Linked DNA regions of Mus musculus: region 2 is linked to region 1. Evidence: chromatin contacts called from public promoter capture Hi-C data. All regions are on one chromosome and are shown on one strand. The core of a region is the stretch at or near the end of the contact, and the rest is flanking DNA. Distances in the headings are between cores, read along the strand shown.

Region 1 (3,919 bases), core at 340-2,839:
ACTTGTATAACCCTTCATGGATATTAAAGTTGCTTTTATTTTTACTGTTACAAATAGGGATGGTTGCCAGGTGGTGGTGGCAGCACACACGTGTCTCTAATCCCAGCACTTGGGAGGCAGAGGCAGGCAGAATTTTATGAGTTTGAGACCAGCCTGGTTGGCAGACCTAGTTCCAGGACAGTCAAGATTTCACAGAGAGAGCCTGTCTTGAAAGAATCAAATCAAACCAAAACAACAAAACGACACCCCCCCCCCCAAAAAAAAAAGAAAAACCCCACAAACAAATAGAGATGGCTTCTGGGATGGTTAACCTTCACTGTGAACTTGGGTTAACAACCCTCTAGGAGTTAGATATGCTCTGGCTGTGACTAGGAGGGAGTTTACCGAGAGGATGAACTGAAGACAGAAGACTCTGAGTATGGGAGGTGCTATTCCATGGGTTTGGCTCCTGCATTGGGTAATTAAAAAAAAAAAAAAAAGTGAAGGCCAGCTGAGTGTGGAGAGCCTTTAGTTCTTGCCACCACAGCTGTTGGCCAAGAGCAGTCTGGGAATGAAGTAGTAGGACAAACTCTTTTCTTTACTGTTTTGGTTCTGGGGGGCGGGGGCATTTTAAGTGTCACAGGCTGGTCTGGAATTCCTGACCCTCCCCTCCAACACCTCCAGAGGGCTGCGATTACTTACAGACTTGTGTGACACCTGGGTAATTTGGTGATTAGGATCAAAAGCTTGCTTCTCCTGTAAGTGCTCTGCTATTGAGCTGCAATCATTACCTTTTCTGGGGTTGGTGTGGGAAGGTTTGAAACAGGGTCTCAAGAAGTTAGGAGGTGACCTTGAACTCTGGATCCTCTGTCCTACGGCTCTCTTGATGTGGGGTTATATCTCTTCTTTTCTTTCTCTCTCTCTCTCTTTTTTTTTCTTTTCTTTTGATCTCACTCGGAAGCCTAGGTTGATCGGAACTCATTAGCTATCCCAAACTGGCTTCGAACTCAGCAGTTCCCCAGCCTCAGCGACCCAAATGGAATTACCAATGTGAGCTACTATGGCTGCTTCAGGCACCTCTCTGTTCTCCCCACCCCCCGCTATTAAAATTTTTTTAGTTGTAGTCAGGTTCTAAAACGTCTAGGCTGGACTTTGTCAATCGTCCTGCCTCTTCTTCCTGAGCAGTTGGTTTTACAGGTCTATCCGGCAGGCCTGGTTCTGTTTTTTGTGTGTGTATGGCTTGTGCCTGCTAACCCCAATTCCGTCACTTTCTGGGTGTGTCGCTTGGTTTTTATCGAGCCACAGTTTCCTGCGTTGTTTTTTTTAAAAAAAAAAAAAAAAGGGGGAGGGGGGATGGGTGAGTAGGTGAGTGAGTGACAATGTTTGGCACGCGCGTCCGGTACCAAGAGGCCCGCCAAGTTACCCTCCATCGGTATTTTCGGCTCCCGGGCGTCCCCAGCAGGCCCTTCGCGCGGATCCAGGGCCACGTGAGAAGCTCCGCCACATATCGCTCCCAACCAACCACAGAGCTTCGTGAGGCGTAGGGGCACGCCCCAGAACGTCGGACCAACAGGCGCGCTCCGTCTTGCCCGAAGTCACGCCCCTCTCCCGTTGGAGCAATCGGCGCCGTCCCTGACGCCGGCTCCGCCCCTGCCGCACGCCGGCCGCCGGCCGCTGGGCAGGTTCCGCGGAGCTGACGCCGAGGTTGCGAAGTAGGCGGCGGGGCCGAGGCCTTGGATGAGGGCGCGGTGCGGCGCTGGGCCGGGTCAGCTGGAGGAGCGGAGGTGACTTCCGGCGCGCGGCTCCGGAGGCCAGTGGCTCCCTCAGGCCCGGGGCGGGACGGGGCGGCGGGAGGCGAGCGGCCACCCCGCCCGCGGCCCGCCCTTGGCGTCCGGGGCCTGCGGGCGCGTGCGGCCCAAAAGGCGGCTCCGCACGCGCTCGGCCCCCCGCGCAGGGCTTCGGAAGGCAGACCGCTGCACCGCGCCGCGCCGCGCCGGAAGCGCCTCGGCGTCTCGGGAGTGGCGCGCTGTTGACAGCCGCGCTCGCGGACTTGGGCTGCGCGTTGTTCGGGCTCGGCGCTCGGCCCGCGGACGCTTCTCGGAGCGCTGTGGCGTCCCCGAAGCCCGTAGCACTGGAATGGGCAGACGACAGGAACGGGAAAGGTCAGTGGGGCCGATTCCCGCCGTTGCCCTAGCGGCTTCCCGGCGGTGTGAGGCGAGCAGCCGCCAAGGCTGCTGCTACAATCGTCGTTCCTCTGTCCCTGGCAGGTGCCCATGGCGTCGGAGCGGCGCAAGGTCAAGTATCACTGGGGCAGCACGTCGGAAGGGTGTCCCAGCAAGCGCAGCCGCCCCCGGGAGCCCGGCAATGTGGCCCCCTCCAGCCGGCCAGGTCGCAGGTGTGCGTCGCGTCCTCGAGGGGCCAGCAGCCCCCAGCGTCTGAAAGTCCGGCGCGGGGACGATGTGGCCCGCGCTCCTCGGAGCTCAGTCCGCCGTCGCACCTCCTCTTCCTCTTCTTCGTCCTCTCTCTCTTCGGGCTCAGGTGTGGGTGAGGCCGCTTCCCCTGGCTTCCTGATTGCGAGCCCTCGGAGACTATTTACGTCCAAGGGGTCCCCTCTGCACCCTGCCCACTCCTCTCTAGAAGAAATGGCTTCTCTACGGAAGGAAGCTTGTAGCGTTAAGGTACGTGGCAGCGACGTCTGGCAAACAGTGAAGTCCCTTGCACGTGGTTTGAGGGGTGGAGAGAAGACATTTGGTGGGAAGAGAATAAAAATTAGATCTTTCCTGTGGAGGGCCTGGTGTGTGTGTGGGGGGGGGCGAGGGGGAGGGTGTTGAGGGGTAGAGCTCAGTATGGAGGGGGTTTTCAAACTTGGTGGCATTTGGAACTACTAGGAAAGCCTGATAATGGTTGTGGTCTGCCATCCCAGAGAGAGTGATTATAGATAGTTTGGAGGGATCTCTGCAACCTTCGAGTGATTGTAAATGGACAGTGGAACTGGAGGATCAGCACAATGGAAGGTGGAATAATGCCCAGGAAAGATGATGTAGATTTCGGTCAATTTATAGAGTTTGCCCTTGGGGCTGGAGAGAAGAAGGCACATACAGCTGCTGAAGGAGGACACAGGTTCTGAGAGCCCAGGTCAGGTGGTTCACAAGCCCCTGTAATTCCAGCTCCCATTCCTCGGGCTCCCATGGGTATCTATCTTCATGTGCACTTAACCCACATACGTGCACTTAATTAAAAATAAAATTAAATGGTCTTTGTACTTAGAACCGCTCTGAATTGCAGCTCAGGAAATGGACTCTTAGTGTGGCTTTTCACCAAAGTTGTGGATTTCTGCATGTTGGCATTCTCTGTTTGGTTAACAGGGTTTTGGATTTTTGAGACAGGGTCTCCTATAGACCAAGCTGTCCTGAATCCCACAGATCCCTGCCTGCTTTAAAGGTGTATGTCACTACACCTGGCTTGGGTACTTTTTTAGTTTATTAGTAGTTATCTTTGGAGATCAGCTCAAGTCTAGTTCCGCAGGGGAAACACACCGGGATTTGTAAGTTCTTGGAGCAGATTGGGGGATGCTTCTAAAGCAGACCTGCATCAGGTTTTGAGTGCCAGGCAGTGTTCTAGGAGTGTGAGGTTCTTCAGTAACTGCAAAACAAAGGTCCCTACTCTTCTACTGATACTAAAATGTAGATTTTAGAGTTCTGGTAGTCTTAAAAAGTGTGTATGTAGAAGAGTGTAAACACAATGAGAAAGTCTCATTTTGGGGGAAGATGGGCTGCCCCTAGGAAAAACAGCAAAGGTAGTCTAAGGAAAGGGAGTTTAACACCTTTCCTGATGGTTTCTTTTTTAGAAAGGTTCATTTAGTCTAGGTTGAACTCCATATGTAGCCAAGGAGGACCTTGAACTCCCAGTCCTCCATCTCTCCCTTCTGAGTTCTGGAGGC
Region 2 (4,083 bases), core at 956-3,455, about 11 Mb after region 1:
GTTAAAAAAAAAAAAAAAAAAATCAGTCCAATAGATGGAAATGCTTTCTCAACGCAGCCGGCCAAACCAAGCTGAAAAACTCATAGAAATGGGGCATTGCTTTCAGATTCTCCACACACCCGCTCATTCCAAGTCAGTTCTTGAAACCTGGGGATGTTTATGGGTGGATCTCCAAGAGACCCGGGACTCTTTTCCACGGCCTCCTGCCTCTACTTTACTTGGCTTTGGGCAGACCTGGCCTAAGGACGAGCTACAGATATCTTAGATGAATCACTCTAGCCCCCCAAAGAAGAGGTGCTTCCCCATCTCTACCTCTACAAGGGATGGCACTCCCGCAGTAGGTGGGGGAAAGGGAGTTGGAAGGGGGTGGGGTGATACAATTTCTCCATAGCCCCCTCATCCCCGCCTAAAGGCGAGCGTTTCAGGGGGCACTTTCCAACCTGCCTTTCCATCCTGCCATCAGGGGGCCATCCCTTCTTCTACACTTCTGGAGGTCCTCAGACAGGGTCTAAATCACAACCCCTAGCCATTGCTCTCCCTGCCCCGGGGGAAGCAGGGATCTGCTTCCCAGGCCCTCTCTCTCCCTTTGTCCGGCCCCACCTACTCGAGGCCTGGCCGACGCGCAGGCGGAGACTGCAGGAGAGGGCGCGGTTCGGGAGGCGCACGGTGGCGTGGTACTCGCCCGCATCGGTGCGCAGAGCTGGGCGCAACCACAGAGAGAAGTCCCCGCGCTGGAGGCCGCGCTCCTCCAGCTGCACGTGGGGATGCAGGGGCTGCCTCCCGCTGCGCAGGCCTCCTGGAGCCACGCTCAGCACCGTGTAGCGACCGGGTGCGGGTTGTCTAGGCGAGGGCATCCCCTGGTGAAGGTCAAGGGCCGGGATGGGAGTGGGTTGGCCACTGGTTGGGGAGAGAGAATAGGATTGAGAAATTTGATAAGGCCACGAAGAAGATGCACTCAAGCATGCTTTGAGGATAAAGTTAACCTGCCTAAGAGACCTCTTGACCGTCAGCAGCCTCCCCTCTCCCCCATAACTACCCCTGTCCCCACTTCCGTTGGTCTTCAGCACTATCTGCTACTGGAGAGGTGGGGCACTACAGGATGCCGGTGTGTGGGGAGCAATCCACAGGAAGGCTGTGTGGTTTTAGAGGACACTGAGCTACTGGCTTTAGAGGGGCTCACAAAGAGGACAAAACTGGCTTGGACAGGGTTTTATCCATTAGGACAGGATTGGGAGGTTCTGTTGTTCAACTTTGGAGTTCATACCTGTCTGGTTGATGTTGCCAGATAACCCCTCCTCTTCGTAGAAAGTTAGGATCCAGGTTGGGGGATTTGAGGCTGCAGGGAAGATGGACGGGAGCTCCCTCCTGGGCCCACACCACGGGGAGCTCTTTCCCAGGCCCTGAAGACACAACTAGTGGAACAAAAGAGAGGCCAAGGGCATTGAGCCAAGAGATTGGAGAATAGAGAAATGCCCTGGCTTTCCTAAGAAAGAAACATCATGCCTCCCTGTTGAAGGGAGGCTGAGGCAGCTTTGGGATCTGCCCTTATACAAAGTGATGGTGCACGCCTCTAATCCCAGCACTGGGGAGGCAGAGGCAAGTGGATCACTATAAATTCAAGGCCAGCCTGGTCATCAGAGCCAGTCCCAGGACAGCCAGGGCAACACAAAGAAACCCTGTCTCAAAACACACACACACACACACACACACACCCCTCCCCTCAACAAAAGCATTGGAATATCACCACAGCTAAAGAGACAGCCATAGAGGTCCCTGCTGGACTCTCCACCTTACCTGGAGCTTCCCAAAGCAGTCCCAGAAGCAAAAAGCCAAGGAGCAGGTCCTCCCTCATCTCCTCTATGGCCCGGGCCTCCCCAGCCCTCCAAGGGAGGTTAGAAAAAGGTCCTGGGAGGAGAGAGAGACAGACAGACAGACAGACACACACACACACACAGAGAGAGAGAGAGAGAGAGAGAGAGAGAGAGAGAGAGAGAGAGAGAAGTTCTACAAGGAGGAGGTGAGGCGGAGGGAAAGAATGTAGGGTGAAGAGGACGCCCCAGGAGTGGGGACTGGAGACAGCAGGATGGATAATGATCAGAGGCCCGGGCTGGGACCCAGAGCAGAGTGCAGGCAAACCCACTGCAGCTAGCTAGAACTTGAGCTGCTCCTCCAGACCCAGTCCTTCTGCTTCTCCTCCCCACTGCCCGCCCCCCCAGACCAAGGCGCGGGGTTTCGCTTCGCAGTGGAAAGTGTGAGGGGGCTGATTCCCAGCAGCCGAGCCCTCCTCTCGGTGGTGGCACTCCCCTTGTTTACTTCCTCAGACTCGGGTCTCCCTACCGCCCCCTCTTCACCTCTTCCCCCTCTGTCTCCTCTCTCTCTCTCTCTCTCTCTCTCTCTCTCTCTCTCTCTCTCTCTCTCTGCCAAGCATTTCTGCCTAGAACTACAGCTGTATCTTTAAGCTTCCTCTACTGTCCCCACAGTTTCTTCTTGACTTGCTCTTTCCCATTAACACTGAAAAAAAAAAAAAAAAAAGCCACTGTCCTACAGTCTGCCTGCCTAGCCTTTCAGCATCTCTTGGACAGGTACTCAAGAAGTGTCACCATACCACAAGTTACCAGATCTGGGTAAGGGCTCAGTGGAAAAGTATAGTAGCCACACGGTGTTAACCTTCATTCTATGCTACATATAACTGTATTATACATTTTCCGTAAAGCAACTTGTGAAACTTGATGCGCGCCCCTTTTTGTACAGATTTCGGGACTTGAGGCTCACAGGCATTAAATAACTTGCCAACATTAGGAAGCATGAAGGCAAAAGCTGTCTAGTCCTTAACCCTACTTGCATTATGGGATGGCCTTTCATCTTCTAGGAAGATGACACTGAGAAACTTGGTTTTATGTGTGTGTGTGGGGGGGGGGGGGAGTTCGAGACAGGGTTTCTCTGTGTATTCCGGCTGTCTTGAAACTCACTTTGTAGACCAGGCTGGCCTTGAACTCAGAAATGCGCCTGCCTCTGCCTCCTGAGTGCTGGGATTAAAGGCATGCACCACCTACCACATTCGGCTGGGAAACTTGTTTTAGATGTCTACTTTTATTTATGTGTCTGTATACATAAATTCCCCACCCTGTGTGAATGCTCAGAGGCCTGAAGAGGGTGTCAGATTCCTTGGAACTGGAGTTACAGGTGTTTTGGGAGCCGCCCCATCTGGATGCTCGACATCAAACCTAGGTCTTCTTGAAAGGCAACAAGCACTCATAACTGCAGAACGGCCTTTCCAGCCCTGACAATAGGATGTTTTCCTGTCTTCAAAACCTCCCTCCTCCCCAAGATTCTGTACTTTAAGAAAAAAATGAAGGCAAGGGTCTATGGAGATGGAATAATGCAGGAATCTTATAGCAAGGAAAACTCAAGAGAGACCAAGGTGTCAGCAACAGTGGCATGTGTAAGTCAAGATTTTGGAAGGTGGGGTGAATTGAAGCTGGCTTGCTTGGGCCCATGAGTTCAGGGTCATCCCTGGCTACAAAGTAGATGCTATGCCAACAAAATGAAACTTAAAATAAAAAGGGAAAAAGACCTTTAATCCCAGTACTTACTAGGCAGAGGCAGGTGGCTTTATGTGAATTTCAGACCAGCCAGGGCTGCGTAGTAAGACTATAAAACAAGAGGAACTGAGGCAGGCTAGAGGAACCCAACAACCTTTGCTCCCCAGCTCAGCTGAGCTGAGAAAATGAAGACGATGACAAGGAGACAGGCCTGATAACTAACTCTGGAGTCTTTTGCCGCCCATGTATGAGAACTCTGCTTCCCACGAGTCAAAAATGTGTCCATGCTTGGGAGTTCTCTTTCCAAACTCTAGGTTGAGACATGGGCCTAACAGCCTCTTCCACCTTGGGGGCAGGACTTCCTGTTTCTATCTGCCTGGTTCAGCACAATGGAGCTGGAAGCTTTCCACTGGGCTCAGCAGAGTCTAGATCTTACGTGAGTTAACATGATATAGTGTGCACTGCTGAGGAGAAACCTCCCCAGGAGCCCAAAAACAGGACGTATGTCAGCCCCCAGAGGAAGACCTTGAGCTCCCACTCC

Evidence for each region. Promoter capture Hi-C pulls out the DNA fragments that hold promoters and counts their contacts.
Region 2: a contact with region 1 is called in a promoter capture Hi-C map of cranial neural crest. The contact joins the promoter of Lag3 here to the promoter of Tatdn2 in region 1.

Annotation. Positions count from the first base shown.
Region 1 is chr6:113,695,461-113,699,379 of GRCm38.p6, forward strand. It overlaps Tatdn2 (TatD DNase domain containing 2), which reads left to right and starts at 1,590. Exons shown (of 8, transcript NM_001347356.1): 1 at 1,590-2,141; 2 at 2,247-2,657. The coding sequence starts at 2,253.
Region 2 is chr6:124,909,500-124,913,582 of GRCm38.p6, forward strand. It overlaps Lag3 (lymphocyte-activation gene 3), which reads right to left and starts at 2,206. Exons shown (of 8, transcript NM_008479.2): 1 at 1,795-2,206; 2 at 1,265-1,412; 3 at 605-897. The coding sequence starts at 1,852.